Linked DNA regions of Anas platyrhynchos: region 1 is linked to region 2. A link is a contact called in public Hi-C data. All regions are on one chromosome and are shown on one strand. The core of a region is the stretch at or near the end of the contact, and the rest is flanking DNA. Distances in the headings are between cores, read along the strand shown. Region 1 holds the start of BLOC1S2 (biogenesis of lysosomal organelles complex 1 subunit 2). Region 2 overlaps PKD2L1 (polycystin 2 like 1, transient receptor potential cation channel).

Region 1 (6,696 bases), core at 1,846-4,345, 40 kb before region 2:
GTACTTGGCTTCTGCAAGAGGAAAAGTAACAGTATTTTAGGACTCAATAGGTAAAAATCTTAAATCTTGTATGCAGCAATACAAGACATCTTACAACCAAGTTAATTTAAAGAAATCACTTGAGACCATTTTTTCCTAAAGTACTTAGGCAAATCTAATTGAAAAATGGGATTGTCAAGATCTAGGTGCTTAAGTCAGACAACCCATACTAACTTAAGCCAAGGAGACTTGGATGCCTGGTGGAACTTAATAAATCTCTATTTGTGGGATTAAATATCTATCTTTAAACTTTGCATCAGTTCACACTGCAAAAAAGAAATCACGCTTCATTAACAAGTTGTAGTTCAATAATACCTGTATTTTATCTCCATGTAACTTGATATATTAATCTTTTATCAACTCTTACCACTTCACACACATTTCTAATGTTCATTAACTGGAAGTGGATCAACATTATGCTGCACGGGCAACTCTGTCACTCAGAATTGTTAAATAAAGTAAGAGTTTACTTTGTCTTGGGAAATCTCCTTATAAGAGAATATGTTGCTAGGTAGTAACAGTAGAAGATAATAGTTACCAAGTTTTTTGGAATATGCATCCAGTTTATAAGCTGCTTGCTCCAGAGCTGCAACCTGCTCCTCAATTAGGTTGATTTGTTCCAGATATGGCTGAAGAGCAGCATCTTTAAAAAAAAAAAAAGCAAAGCTGTTAGTTCTTGTTAATTCAATTCCAGGAAATAGTTCATACTTCAAACATAAGAATTTATCATAATGTTCTCCAGACACAATACTTCAAAAGCTCCTTCCTTTTCCTACCCCAAAATTGAGTGGTGATGCTGATAGCCATATTCCAGCAACTTACAAAAAGTTTAAGAGGCTAGACTGGATTACTGGAAAAAGCTTACTGGCTAGACTCCACACAAATAGAAAAACAACGTACAGCAAAAGAATTGTTATTTAATCCCTATCAGTCCAAAATTTGGGGTAGAACAGGACATAAATTCTCTTATGCTAGTCTATGTAGACTGTAGTTTTGTAAAGATATACAGAAGATTGGCATTGTCTAACAGCATGTATATTTCAGTGAGTTTTCTTTCCCTGAGAGCCTATTGGAGTGTAAACTATCAAATCTTAGATGTTTAATTTCCCATACAAGTCTATAGTTAATTATACCCCTCCCTTATTTGGTTTACTTACATTTTTGATTTAAATCCTTCAGATTTCTACTGATGTTTATGGCAATATCTTTCATTTCTAGGTACTTCAAGCTAGTCAACTTGTTCATGTTTTCCAAGAGTTTGTAGTCTTCACTGGTGGCTTAAAAACAACAGAGTGCATTTTAATGTTCATGCAGGTTGAACTGGGTGCAGACTCTTCTAGAGAACAAGAAATTTCAAAACAATAGCTAAATATAATGAAGAATAATTTAGGTGGTAGTAGAGGTATTAGTATAATGATGTACAAAAAGAAATGACATTCTGTGAAATGTAAAAATCAATTGGACTCATGATTTTTTTCTAAAAAAAAAATAGCAAACAAACAAGAAACAAGCAAACTTGAGAAACTTCGTGTGGAAGGAAAATGTCATTCCAAAGACAGGCTCCAATTCAGCAAAACATATACAGGAAGAATGCTTCAAAGATCAGAATGGTTGATAGAGCTTTGGGCAATCCCTGAATTTTTTCAGCCTCACAGACTTCCCTGCCTGTTTTACCAAAGTCACTTTCATTCAGATTTTCAAGACAGAATCCAGTGAAATTAAAAAGATAAATTAGCAAGTTTCCACTTCCTGCAGTCCCCTATCTGTTTAACAGAGATAAGAGATCGTCTTAGATGTGAAAGGATGATCATATCAGACAGATCATCAACCTTATGAAGCATCTCAGCTAGACAGGTATCTACTTAAGTAACCTAACGGCTGAGTTTCCCTTGCTTTTAACGCAGAATTAGATTAGATGACCTACAGAGGTCCCTTCCAACCTATATAATTGTATGATTGCCTGATACAGGCTCAAAGCAGTTGGACAAGACTGCTGATTTTTAAAACATACGCATGTGAAGCACCTATGAGGAACAGAACAGTTACTGCTAGCATTGTCAGATATGATAAAATAGGTATAGTTTATACAAGCAACACAACAGAGTTCCTGGAAAAAATATGAAAAGAAACAAAAATGTACTTGCCTGTCAGTACTGCAGTGCCTTACCTGTCAGTTCACCTGTTAAGTAAGTGGCCATTTTGCTGAACATATCTTTACACAGTTCATTGATGTCCGCTTCTGCGGGCTCCTTAGCTTCCTCGGCTGTTTCAACAGCAGGATCCTCTAATCAGGGCACATGCATTATTGAGTTAGAGAAGGTTAGCAGGTACAGAAACAAGCCATAAAAATGAAAAGGTCCAAGTGCTTTATTTTTGTTGGTGTTGTTGTTTTGTTGCTGGTGTTGACTATGCCTACTTTCTGTATAAATGGTCTACTTTGCACAAGAGGAGAACAAACCAAGCCTTTTCCTTAAAGAAATATCAAGATTATTTTTCAGTAATACGCTGGGAAATGTGTAAGGGAAAGGCACCTGGCCTGAATGCAGCCCTGCTTCAAAGGAGTATGTGGAGAACTTCTGCAAGACGTTGCCTCTAAGAACTTTGTGCACAATTACATTGATTTTTATTTCTAGTCGCTGCCTTAACATACAAAAACTGCCCCAAGCCCGCTTCACGAGGGACAAACACGGATTGCCACCCACGGCAAACGACGATCAGCGCTCCCCTCCTCGAAACCCATCTCCACCACACTCGGCCCTTGCTCTGCTCTCCCACAGCCCGGCAGCGTGCTCTTTGTCCTGTGACAGCTTTCGCCCGGCCCGAACGGAGAGACCCCCAGCGCCCCACCACGGCCCCACCGCCGCCACGGAGCCCCCCCTGACCCCCGGCCCCTTACGCTTGGCGGGCTGCGCGCCGGCCTCGGGCAGCCCCTCCGCCGCGGTCGCCATGGCGACAGGCCCCTGCCCCGGCCCCCGCCGCCGCCGCCGCCCTCAGCCAGGCCGCGGTTCCGCCCCTCGCCATGGCGGCGCAGGCGCGGCCCTGGAGAAGCGGGGCGGGCCGGGGCCCTCTCGCAACGCTGGGCGCTGCCCGGCGGGGGCGCTGCTGCCCCCGCCGCGTTAGGGGAGGCTCCGGCCCCGTACCCCGTACCCCGTACCCCGAGGACACCGTGACCCGAACATTTATTGCACTTTGGCAGGGCAGCCCCGTTCCAAGGGTTGCGGCTCGCCCAGCCGTCCGCAGCACATGCTGGCAGTGTTTCCCTTGGCGTAGCAGCTGCGCTGCGTGTGAGGGGCTTCGTGCAGCCTCAAAGCTGGGGTTGTAAGGGGACAGCTGCTGGCACGCTGCAGGCTGTGCTGTGTCAAGCTTTGCTGCGGTTACCACAGCAGGAGCTCTGTGTCTTAATCTGTGCATAGTATGATATATAGTATATATATGTATACACACACACGCTATACTATATATAGCATTGATATATAGCATATATATATAGCATGGCATAGTATATATATATAGTATAGCATGGTATATATATAGTATAGCATAGTATATATATATATGCATCTCTATATAGAAATGGCACAGCCAAACAGGAAGCCTGCTAAAAAGATTTACCATACATACAGGTTTTTATTCACTTATTAAAAAAGAGGGGAACAAAATCCCTTCTTAAGTAATATAGAATTCATTTTTACAGTACAACTGTCATCATATTTCTCACTCTTAGGTTCCACGGCTTATACCACTGTTTAGATGCCATCAGCAAAAGCTGCTTCTGCAAGTGTCTTCCACAGAGGAGCTACTAGAAGTATAACTCTTGCCTGGCACTGAGAGCACATTCCCTGTATAGACTTCAACCTTGAATGCATCTCCAACTCATTTTGAATGGTTTCTGGCTCTCCTCAGGTGTGATGGGCACTAACAAGAGGCAACATATCTACGCATAAATGTCATCATTACTTTATGCCATGTGGTGGAGAAGCTCACACTTCCAAAGGAAAATGTTTCCTTGTGTATATTTCCTGTAAAAGTTAGCCACAGAAGAATGAAGCTCTATAACAAACAGTTTGATAAGCACCTAAGAATTATGAGAAATATATTCCCTTACAAAAAAAAAAAAAAATTATTTATGCAATCTTACAGTAATACATTTCCTCTTAAAAAACAAAATCATACAATTATATGGAGATCATGGTCCAGAAACAGTGGGACAGGATTTCCATCTTAAGTCCACTAAAGAGTCAGTTAAAATCTTTGGCAACCTCCAGCAGGCTTTAACAAGCTTTGCTGTTTTAAGACCTGAGAAGTTGCAGAGCAAGGCAGTGCAGGAATCTATGTGAACTTTCTCATAAACCGTAGTTTGGCATAGGCAATGATGAGGAAGATAACAGTCATGCAGAAGAGAGCCACTATGTTTTCCCACATTGCCCAGTTGGTAGGTGCAATTCCTTGGCTGCACAGGTATGCTTCACCAGAACACCTGCAGAAAAGCATGGGACAGAAGTTTATTATATCTGGTGCAAGATACTGTGAGTCTTCAGTTGGTTACTTTTATTTTCCTGTCATGCACAGATTTCTCTACCCACAATTCTGCAAGACAGAGGTGATGGAAATAGAGTGACTTACCATGAAAAAATAAAGCTTAAGGGACAAATCTGGATCTTTTGTTCTCATAATTTTTCAGATGATTCGATAGCATCAAAATTGTTTCTTACAGATAACTGGCAGTTTATGAGCAAGCCTCAGAACCACATCAGACTATGATACATATAAAAATATTTAGTTTTATGCATCAGTAACTGGAGGCCCACAGCAGGGGTTTGGGGCCCAAAGCTATAGAAACAGTTCACTTACTCTCACAAACACTTATTCTCTGGGTAATTGTAAGCTCTGAAATAGTCTGACTTGTCCTGTAGCAAGCCATTGCAATTCAGACCCAAGAACAGTCATGAGGTAAATACTTACATTTCTCCTGAAGTAACTGAAGGACAACTGCCTGCATCTCCCACAGACACTGTAACATTTGGATCCTTCTCACCACAGAAGTAGAGACCCCTAAGCTCATTCACTTGAAGAGCCTAGGGAAAGAGGCAGACAGCAATTTTTTACAAAGAGCTAATGACTTGGGGTGCTAAAGCTGAAACACCTCAAAGATGCTTGATTATTAGAAGATATATATCACCACTCTTGGAATCATATGTTACTTTTAGGCATGAACTGAGTGGCCCAGAAAAGTTACTTCTCAGCATTTATTCTGAATCTCTTAACCACTAACTTTCCAAGGAACTGCTCCAACGTCTACATGCAGGATGATTTGGTGTCTGAATCTGTAACTTCAGAGTTATATTTCAGTGATTTAGCCACGGGTTTCTGTCTTGCCAGCTACAAGTCCCCATTTATCCACCTTTATCTGAGTCAGTCTCCTCTCCCAGAAAACCATATGGCTGCATAGTGACACCCCAGCATCAGCACTATGAAGCAGGAGGAATCAACTATTCAGGTTAGGAAATAGCACCTCACTGGGCAGTTTGCTCTGCTGCTGTCAAAACAGTACTAATATTGTGGCACAAATTAATTGTTCAGTCTTTAAGGCTTTCACCTTTTACACAGATTAACTTTTCTTCCTTTTTGAGGATGGCTCGTTTGTTCTTTCACCATGTTCATGTGAGGAAAGAAACCAAGCCAGACTTTTAAGGGAACTGCATTTATACACAAAACCTCCCCAGGATGCAGCATGGTAGCCCCTACTCACAGGAGACCAATGCTATATTCTACTCACAGTGAGGCCATATCGAGGGATGCTGAAGTACTTGAGCCAGTTCAGCCAGCCCATTACAGAAGGGAGGTTTACTAGAAGACCTGAAAAGATCTGAAAGAGAACAAAAGAGACTGATGAGTCACAAACACAGTTTACTGCAAACCATGTCATTCCTGCAAACCCCACTGGGCAGCCAAGTTACTGCAACAAAATCAGCTAATCTAAAGTTTATTTCAAACTTTTTCCTTTTAAGCAATCTAGTTGATCACTTAGATTTGTAATACTGTCCTTTTTTTCTAAGGACAATTTGAAAAAACACCTTTTTGAGGCACACTTTTAGCACAGCTCTGGTGGCACCACACCTACAGAACTGCATTTGAGCAAAGGTTTGACCCTTAGATTACAATTTAGCAGACTGACTAAAGTCTGACTATAGCATCAGTAAAATTGCAGGCAGAGAGTAACAAGCTACTGGACCCATTCCTGTACAGAGCCTGTCTCCTAAATCCATCTGTGCATCTTATATACTTACAAGCATCAGGACAAAACAAATAGTGATGAGCAGATTCGCCACAGCCACTACTTCCATCCCAGCACTGATAGCCAGAGACATGGCTGTGGCAGTGTACGACACCAGTATCAGGGCCAGCATGAAGAAGAAGAATCGGCCTGCAACAGCTTGGTATCCTGTCAAAAAGCAGAAAGAAAAAGTCCAGTTAATAGTCACATCATGAACCTCGGAGAGGTACCCTCGGGCTCCCATACAAGACATGAAAAGGAGGAAGAAAGGCTGAGTCTGGAGTTGGCAGCAACTGTGAATGCTCTAAAGCAGTACCAAAAGACATGGACAAGCAGGTCCCCATCTCTGATTGCTGGTGTCTCTGCCCCTGCTCCAGAGTCTT
Region 2 (7,698 bases), core at 88-2,587:
CCCATGAGAAAAGGCATCACTTACCACCCACAGTCTTGGATAGAACTTTGCAGTCAGGAGAAATGAAACGGCATCTTCAAAGGACAGAGCAGTTTAATCAAAGAGTTGGCACATAACTCCTACTCCAGTTCTGAGCTTACACCAGTTTTTCATTGTTGATAGATTTCTGATCTAGTGCTTCCCAGCAGTGACACAACACAAATGGAGGGAAAATTCTGCAGGCTCTTTGGCTATGTCATAGCCTTGTTTGCTTTCAAGGTTATTCACAGGGTCTGTTGTATTGCCTCCTACCATGTTGCATGCAGTTCTCTGCTTAGAACGCTCTTGCACACAAATTTCCGTATGAAAAATAGCTTTTTTTTTCACAGATCAAGACTCAAGCAGCAAGCAAGGGGTTATTAAATGGCAGCTGCCTCACTTTATTATAGAGGAAAATCCACATCAATTACATGAATAATCAGTAAAAAATAAATAAATAACCAAGTGTGATGGTGATTTTACATGTTATATTCCATCTCAGTGTAGAATTAGAAGTTAAGAAATCTGGGTCTTAAGAAAATGGTTCAGACACCTCTGTCTGGAGAAAAAAAAAAAAAAAAGGCAAAAAAAAGCTGGGAATAGGTTTTCAAGATGAAAGGGGTGCACTCCTTTAAAAACAGACAAACAATGTCTACCTAATTCTCATCTGGATTTCTCATGGCTTTCTCAGCAGGTTCCACTCTAGCATTCAGTCTGTGTCTCCTTGAAGAGGCTTGATGCAAAGGACTTGCTGCCTCTAACTGCAAGGGGAATTCCAGCCTTGTGTGAGAAACTCACCCCTACTAATTCATTCTGCAGCTCAGCATATCTTATTTTAACCAGAAGAGACTAATTTGGGGCAATTTAAAAAAATGTAAAAATCACAAATATTCTAATCCCAAACAGCAGATGTACTTACGCTGTTCCATTGACAAGTCCAAAGGAGATTCTTTCCTCCTTGTCTTCTGAGTATACATCATAGCAGCCTGAGATTTCCTCCTTGAAGTCATCATGGACCACACAGGAATTGTTCTTCACCTTCAGCTGTCGCATCCGTGGGACACCCAGCAGCAGGTTCTCATAATAGATGTACGACTGGGTATTGTGTGCTGCTAGGGACTCATTGTTGTACCACTTTGTCCAGTAAAGATTATCCAGAAGAGGACCTTGTGCATACTGCGTGAGAGGGAGAAGAAAGCAACTGGTTCATAGCCTACATATCAGAGGAATTTTGTTAGTTTGGGCTTGAGATAAGACCTGACCCACACTGCTCTACTGGTAGAGCTCCCGTTGCGTATATGCTAAGGAGGGGAGCCCCCATATGGAGCTGGGTGGAGCTGCAGGGTAGAAGAGGGATGCTGGGCAGCAGGGTAGTGTGGTGGCTCCTCTCAGGCCTGTAAGGTGCTTGCTGCACCTCGTTATGCTAACAAGGAGACAGGGGCCCTACAACCTCTTTGTCCCTTCCTTTTCAGGCAACACAAGTCTGGAGGAACTGTCCTGGCATAAGGTATGAATTATTAAAACAAGGTGGACCAGTTCCATGTAAACAGTGGGGGAAACAACAGTGCCATAGTTCATTGTGCTTTTTTAATATACCAGAAAAAAGGCAAAGCTAACTGACCATTAATTTCTGGCTGGCCATTAGAGATACGTGGTTGCAATATCTCAACGACATTCACTGTGGACCATATTATTCCTTCTCCAGTTCTTTAATAAAAATGTGATAGATCCCAACATCTTTTCCCCTCTTTATTTTCTTTGGTAAAAGTCAGTGCAAATTTGAATCCAGTTTCTCCATAAAGAATCTACAGGTCAGGCCAGGCCATGCATAAATTACAAGTTAACTACACTGATCCCATTTTGCCCATGAAAATGGAGATAAAATTATTACTAAGAGACCAGCATGAAGACATTAGACTGCAGGATTCAAAGCTATGTCTGTCACAAGAAAGCCTGGAATGGACTTTTCTGGACACACACAATACTTAGCCTAGTCAGTATTCTGGCCACAGTGCTCAAAGGGATATATAATGTTCTAAATCAGTGTGTATTCTGCATGTAAATGATACCATATCTACTGCTAGTAGCTGGCAAGCAGCTGTAGAATGGCTTGCTAAAAGCACTAGGTAGCACATTCAGAGGTAACTGAATATCCCACCCTAGCTGAGATTTCCAGGGCTCCCCATGCCAGGCCAGATGTGTACTCACCACCCAGAAGTCAGACATGCTGCCAATGGACTGGAAAGAAACACGGCTGTCTGAAGAGGTCTGCAGGAAGAGCTCAGACATCACTTTGGTGTAGTAATAGGCATTGGAACTTGTCATTCCATATGTCACTAAGAGAAGAGACAAAAGGAAGGTCCTCTCTTACACCTAAATATCAGAGCCTGGTATATACATTCATTTTCTGCATAGCTTCTACTGTCGTAAGTAAGCTGAGCAGGGCAGAAGAGAAGAAACCTTGAGACCTCTAATCACATTACTTTCTTGATTGCTTAGGGAGTTCAACTTTATTTTCTGCATCCTCCAGAATTTAAACTGTCAGAATGACATATTTTAGGAGTTTAAATGCCAACGAAGACCACTGGATGATGCAACTGAACATCCTGGGTGACATTTTCTCTCAGAAATTTTGTCTTTCTGAGGGGGAAAAGAAATCTTCTTTCTCATAACAAAATTCATGAGCTGTATTTTGTGTGCACTTAGTTCTGATATAAAGCTATGAAAGTATAGAGACTAACCTGTAGTGGAAAATTCCAGTTAAATTTTTGTCTACCAAAAAAAAAAATCAAATAAATATATGTTGTTTCAACTACCCAGAGCTCCTCCCTGCAGAAAAGCATCCATCACGGCAATCACTAGGAACAAGTCCTACTGTTGAAAGAATACTGTGAAAATAAAGCAGCAGGTATTCAACATTCACCTCCCAAACACTTCTAGATGAGTCAGTGTGCGACTGCATGTACGTCTGTGTGCATGCCCTGCTTCTTCAGGAAGGACGGTCTCCATGGGTCAGTGTGATAGTAACTTGGGTTGGTATTGTCTGTCTGTCTCTCCTACTACAGGGTCCATGAAATATAATCCTCTTCACTGTTCTGTGTCACAGGTGCTCATTTGTGATAGTGAATGAACCTTCCCAAAAAACAAACAGTCATTGTTCTAACCACACAAAGGCCATTAGCATTCAGTACAGGGCTGCATTAAATCTACCCAAGAACAACACAAGCTGCCATCTGCATTATCACCTCAGGCACCTCATCAGCCTCAGAGACAAAAATCTCTCTGAACCCCGTGTCTCTGATCCCAAGAAGTTTCTAGAGCTGCTGTCTGATGTTTGAACATTTGCTGTGAAAATAATCTTGCTGTGCAGACTCTTCCAGGACCGTGATGTCAACAGAGTTGATAATGTGGTTTACGTAAATCTAGCAGGTATCAATTCAGTCTAGGGCAATTGTCAGCCATTTTACTTGTGTGTGCAGCAGCTATTCTGTGAGTCAACAGCACACCTGCTTGCTGCAGTGATTATATGTACAATCAGTTTAACACCTAAAACAGGGTGAGGAAGTCTAATAATAAAACCTCACCTTCTTCCCCTCATGTAGCGTGAAAAGACAGCTATGAGATATGATATGTACTTACATAGACAAATGTCCACCAAGAACACAATATAGACTAGAAGTTCTCGCAGTGTGGTCTTCACATAAAGCTCTCTGTTTTCAGCTGTGTTCTCAGTGAGCGTAGTGCCCCACAGACCTGAGGGATGTAAAGAAAAAAATTGAGAAGTTTTATGGCCATTCTCAAAGGCTATAGGAGGAGTCCCATTCCCAAAGAACACTCTTGTGAGTTGCTAGATTTTTGTAACTTTTCAAAACAGAACTATTTTTCATCTCAAAACTTGACTAAAACTCGTTAAATAACCTCTAAAATGAAAAATTCCAGTGTGAACAAAAGATTTGAGGCTGGCCAAAACTGAAATTTGATGACCATTATGTTTTGCTAAATCACTCTTCAGTTTTCTGCCAGACTTCAATATGGACTGGATTTATTTATTTATTTATTTATATTTTTTTTCTGCCTGTTTTTCAGTTTACTTTTTGCAGAAATTCAGTCTTTGTCACAAGACTTTGTCACATTCCTGGAATGTCATAGTTTCATTTCAGTCATGCATGTGCCAACATCTGACCTTCTGATAAGGACTTCCATAGCAGAACTGCATCTGATTTTAGCTTTACTGCTATTAGTTCTTTTTATGTATACTGAGCTATCAAGCTCCAAATATTTGTCCCTTGCTTACTCACATACTTGAAGATATATGTCATAAGACTCAATCAAATAGCCCAACTCAATATTTTCAGCATACAATTTAGAGCCAAATCGTGTTCAGGATGTCTATCAATGGAGCTCTGCTGGCTTCAGTGCAGATTTATACCAGCTAATGTTCTGATTCCTTCACAAAGTAAAAGCAACTCATTAAATGTCATCAGGATTGATCAAAAAGACAGGAACACTTTCTTTAAAAGAAGCCTCAATATTATGGTTTTGATGACCCGCCTAACACCATTAGTTTGTTTACTTGTTCTTGCTGTAATGGCTTTGTGTTGTGTTTTCAGAATCTCTCCTTAAGTTGAAAGGCATAAGAAACTCCACTTGAAAGCCTAGTGATGGAATTGGCATCAATAATACCCACAATCTTCCTGCTTTCTGCACCTCCTAGAGAGCTCAGCCCTGATACCTATCCCCACTGGTGCACAACTATCATCCTCCTGCAAATCGGGATCAAAGGCCACACATCTCAAGTCATCACAGGTAGAGGAAGGAGACAGGCTTTTTTGCTTTTGCTTGTTCCAACGCACATTCACTGCTGTCATAATGATAACTCTTTGGCATCTCAACAAAGTAGAGAGCTTTTTTGCTGCCGTGATGGCTGCCACCCTCACTCCTGGACAGACAAACCAAAAGACTGCTCTGGCCATGCAATAGACCAGAAACAGAAACGAGAGCCTAAAGAAGATGTGGATTTACTCTAGTGCAGGAGGATAGCATGTGGCCCGTGTGAAAACTCCACAACAGAAACAAAGAAAGAACAGTGGATAACAACAGAGCAGAGACATTACTGCAAGTGGTAACAGTAAAGCTGAGTCAGTATATAGTAAAGGTTGGCTGCTCAGCCATCGTGGTCATTGGGCTCCTGAAGATTTGAATCTTATTCTCATTTTTTGTGTTATAAGCAACAAGAGACAAGAAGATGTTAGTGTACTTTAAATGGATGGAACTATGTCCTTGTGAATGAACACCTCATGAGGCAGGGAACTCCTAGTACCAAATGTTGAGAAAAGAGACAAAGGGGAAAAAAAAGTGCACTTCGGAATATTTGAATGCAGCAACATCAAATATCCTTGAAAATTTGGTTCCGAAACTGGACCAAAATTATACCTGGAGAACCACGAGTCTTGTCCAGTATCATTCAGGTTGCATCCTGCAATTGTGAAACTATACCAGTTGAGGTTTTATTTCAGGTATTTCTTCAGGAAACATGACATGAAAAATGTATCACCTCATACATGAAGTATGTACCCATCTGTGTCTCCTTTGGCACCTTCCAACCTCAGAAGCCTGGGAAGTCATCTCTTTCGAACATGACATTTGGACTGAAGGATACTCCCATTCTCTCCATACCTCCTGCCTTGTAGCAAAGATGACAGAACAGACCCAGGAGGCACAGCAAGACACACGAGAGGATGATCCTTTCAGATCAGCTAAAGATGACGTTCAGAATAATGTCGGTCTGTAGTGAGCAGGTTCCCGTACTACACGGATATTATGTACTTTCTACCTTCTGCACCCCTGCAGTCCACACAAACACCCCCCCTCCCCCCCCCCCAAATGGGATATATAAGATATATAAGGATATATATAAGATATATCTTCCCAATGGTTAGTAAATCCTTTCTACAGAAATATCATAACTTTACCTCGGATGCCTCTGAAGATGTAGAAGCAGCACTTGAGGAAAGGACTTGTCTTCCCATCCACAGCTTTGTTCTGCTCTGTCTGGTAGGGCAGTGGGTCTCCCACCTCTTCAAAGTTCTCATAGGGATTCTCCAGGATGGACTTGGGGTTGTAGATGGCTCGAATCTTCAAGGAGGTAGAGGGAGAACCATTGTAAACAGGATTATCCCAAGCTTTCTTCCCCACAGTCTGCAGTTCATGTTCCTCTGGGGCTCGAAAGCGGCTCTCAGCTCTGTTGTTTAGGTGAGAAGAGCTCATGGCTATTCACTGACAGCAAAAGTGCTAATTAGCTGGAATTGTAGATGTAGCCTGCTCAGGCTGGAGTTGTAAGCTAGCGGAGAGGGAATCAGTCAATGCCAAACAGCGTGTCTGCCTCAGCAGCCTGAGGGAGGGTGCACCAGCAGCATCCCACAGACAGCACGCATCCTCCCCCTGCTTTATACCAGCTCAGCTGGGGACACGAATGGGAGGGTGGCACTGCCCCTTGTAAGAGCCACCACCAGCCCTATCAGTCCCAGTTACACCAACACGGCCAGGACACTGCCTCTGCTTCCAGAGATAAGAGACCCAGCTGGAGCTGTGGGAAAGGGAGGCTGCAGCTCGGGGAGGCTGGGATTTACTTGGACCCTTTGGGCTACCCGCAGCCCGGGTCAGCTCCGGCAGCGAGCTGGCACAGGATGCCCAAGCAAACGCTGTTCGGCTCAGCGCGGAGCCTTTGCTCTGAAGCTGAGGGATGGCTCGAGTGGCCAGAGAAGGGTCACAGAGCAGAAATTCTCCCCCCTCAAACCAGGCGGTGGGGACCCGGGCCGGGCAGGGCACCAGGTGGCGCTGGGAGCTCGCCCCTGGAGCCTAGCTTGTGGGATCGCGGCTCTGGAAAACCAGGCATCGCCTCTGCTCTCAGGTTAGACACCGGGGTTTGGCCTTAAACGCGACCCCGGAGAGTTTTCCCAGCTTTCTCTTTGCTACGTTATTGTTAAAGGCAGGAGTAGTGAGCAGGAGTAAACTCCGTGCTTGCTCTGGAAACCAGAGGCTGAGCCCTTCAGCTTCCGCAGGATTTCTATAAGCCCTGCAGGGTCTGCTTGCTCAGAGGCAAACCAGGATCGTATCGGGCAAAACTGGAAATAATAGCAGCTAAGGGGTGTCAATATTCATCCACTCTTTGAAAAATAGTCCCAGGCCTCATAGGTGCCGTGGCAAGATGTTAAAGGAAGATGTAGTCTGAGCCTGCCCCCTCCTCAAGACTGAATACATAACTTCAGCAAGTGCTTTTCCACAGGTACTCGTGACAGCAATTTTTCCTGACATTACCCAGGGAAGCAACATGACTTTTGCAGCTGTAGGACCACGGGCTCAAAGGTACAAACAGGGATATTTTCTCTGGACTATCGTGTTCATACAGCTTGGTGTGGATGTCCCCTTTGCTCACCTACCTGACGATGGCATTGAGAATGCTTGAATAACAGTGAGGCAGGACCTCATTTGTTACAGAGCAGTGAGAGGGCAGAAATTTTGTTTGGTAGGTTGGAAGTTCATTGTTGGTCAGGGCTGGATCCTTGGGCTGAGTTTGGTACAGTATTTGCTGGTTTTGGAATCACACCTGTCTGATGGCACCGTTCTGACCTTGGGCCTTATTCACCAACCTGCCAATCTTGTTGAAAGCCAGCAAACAGG

The links. Hi-C and Micro-C count contacts between places; a contact is called where the count stands out from the background.
Region 1: a Hi-C map of skeletal muscle shows a contact between it and region 2, with 4 times the contacts expected there. The contact joins the promoter of BLOC1S2 here to the enhancer-like site in region 2. A contact is called at or near these places in 2 of 8 Hi-C or Micro-C datasets (liver and skeletal muscle).

What each region holds. Positions count from the first base shown.
Region 1 is chr6:21,410,017-21,416,712 of IASCAAS_PekinDuck_T2T, reverse strand. It overlaps BLOC1S2 (biogenesis of lysosomal organelles complex 1 subunit 2), which reads right to left and starts at 3,095. Exons shown (of 5, transcript XM_027460094.3): 1 at 2,936-3,095; 2 at 2,207-2,323; 3 at 1,197-1,316; 4 at 578-682; 5 at 1-11. The coding sequence starts at 2,987. LOC101797254 (broad substrate specificity ATP-binding cassette transporter ABCG2) reads right to left here. Exons shown (of 16, transcript XM_027460092.3): 13 at 6,327-6,481; 14 at 5,816-5,905; 15 at 5,002-5,114; 16 at 3,647-4,516. The coding sequence ends at 4,369.
Region 2 is chr6:21,366,945-21,374,642 of IASCAAS_PekinDuck_T2T, reverse strand. It overlaps PKD2L1 (polycystin 2 like 1, transient receptor potential cation channel), which reads right to left. Exons shown (of 16, transcript XM_013104782.5): 2 at 5,991-6,153; 3 at 3,658-3,771; 4 at 2,227-2,354; 5 at 938-1,194. Among named protein-coding and RNA genes, the nearest start is that of PKD2L1, 10 kb to the right of the region's middle. Within about 2 kb of position 1,337, at least 1 of the 8 cell types and tissues checked has an H3K27ac peak or open chromatin away from gene starts, as enhancers often do.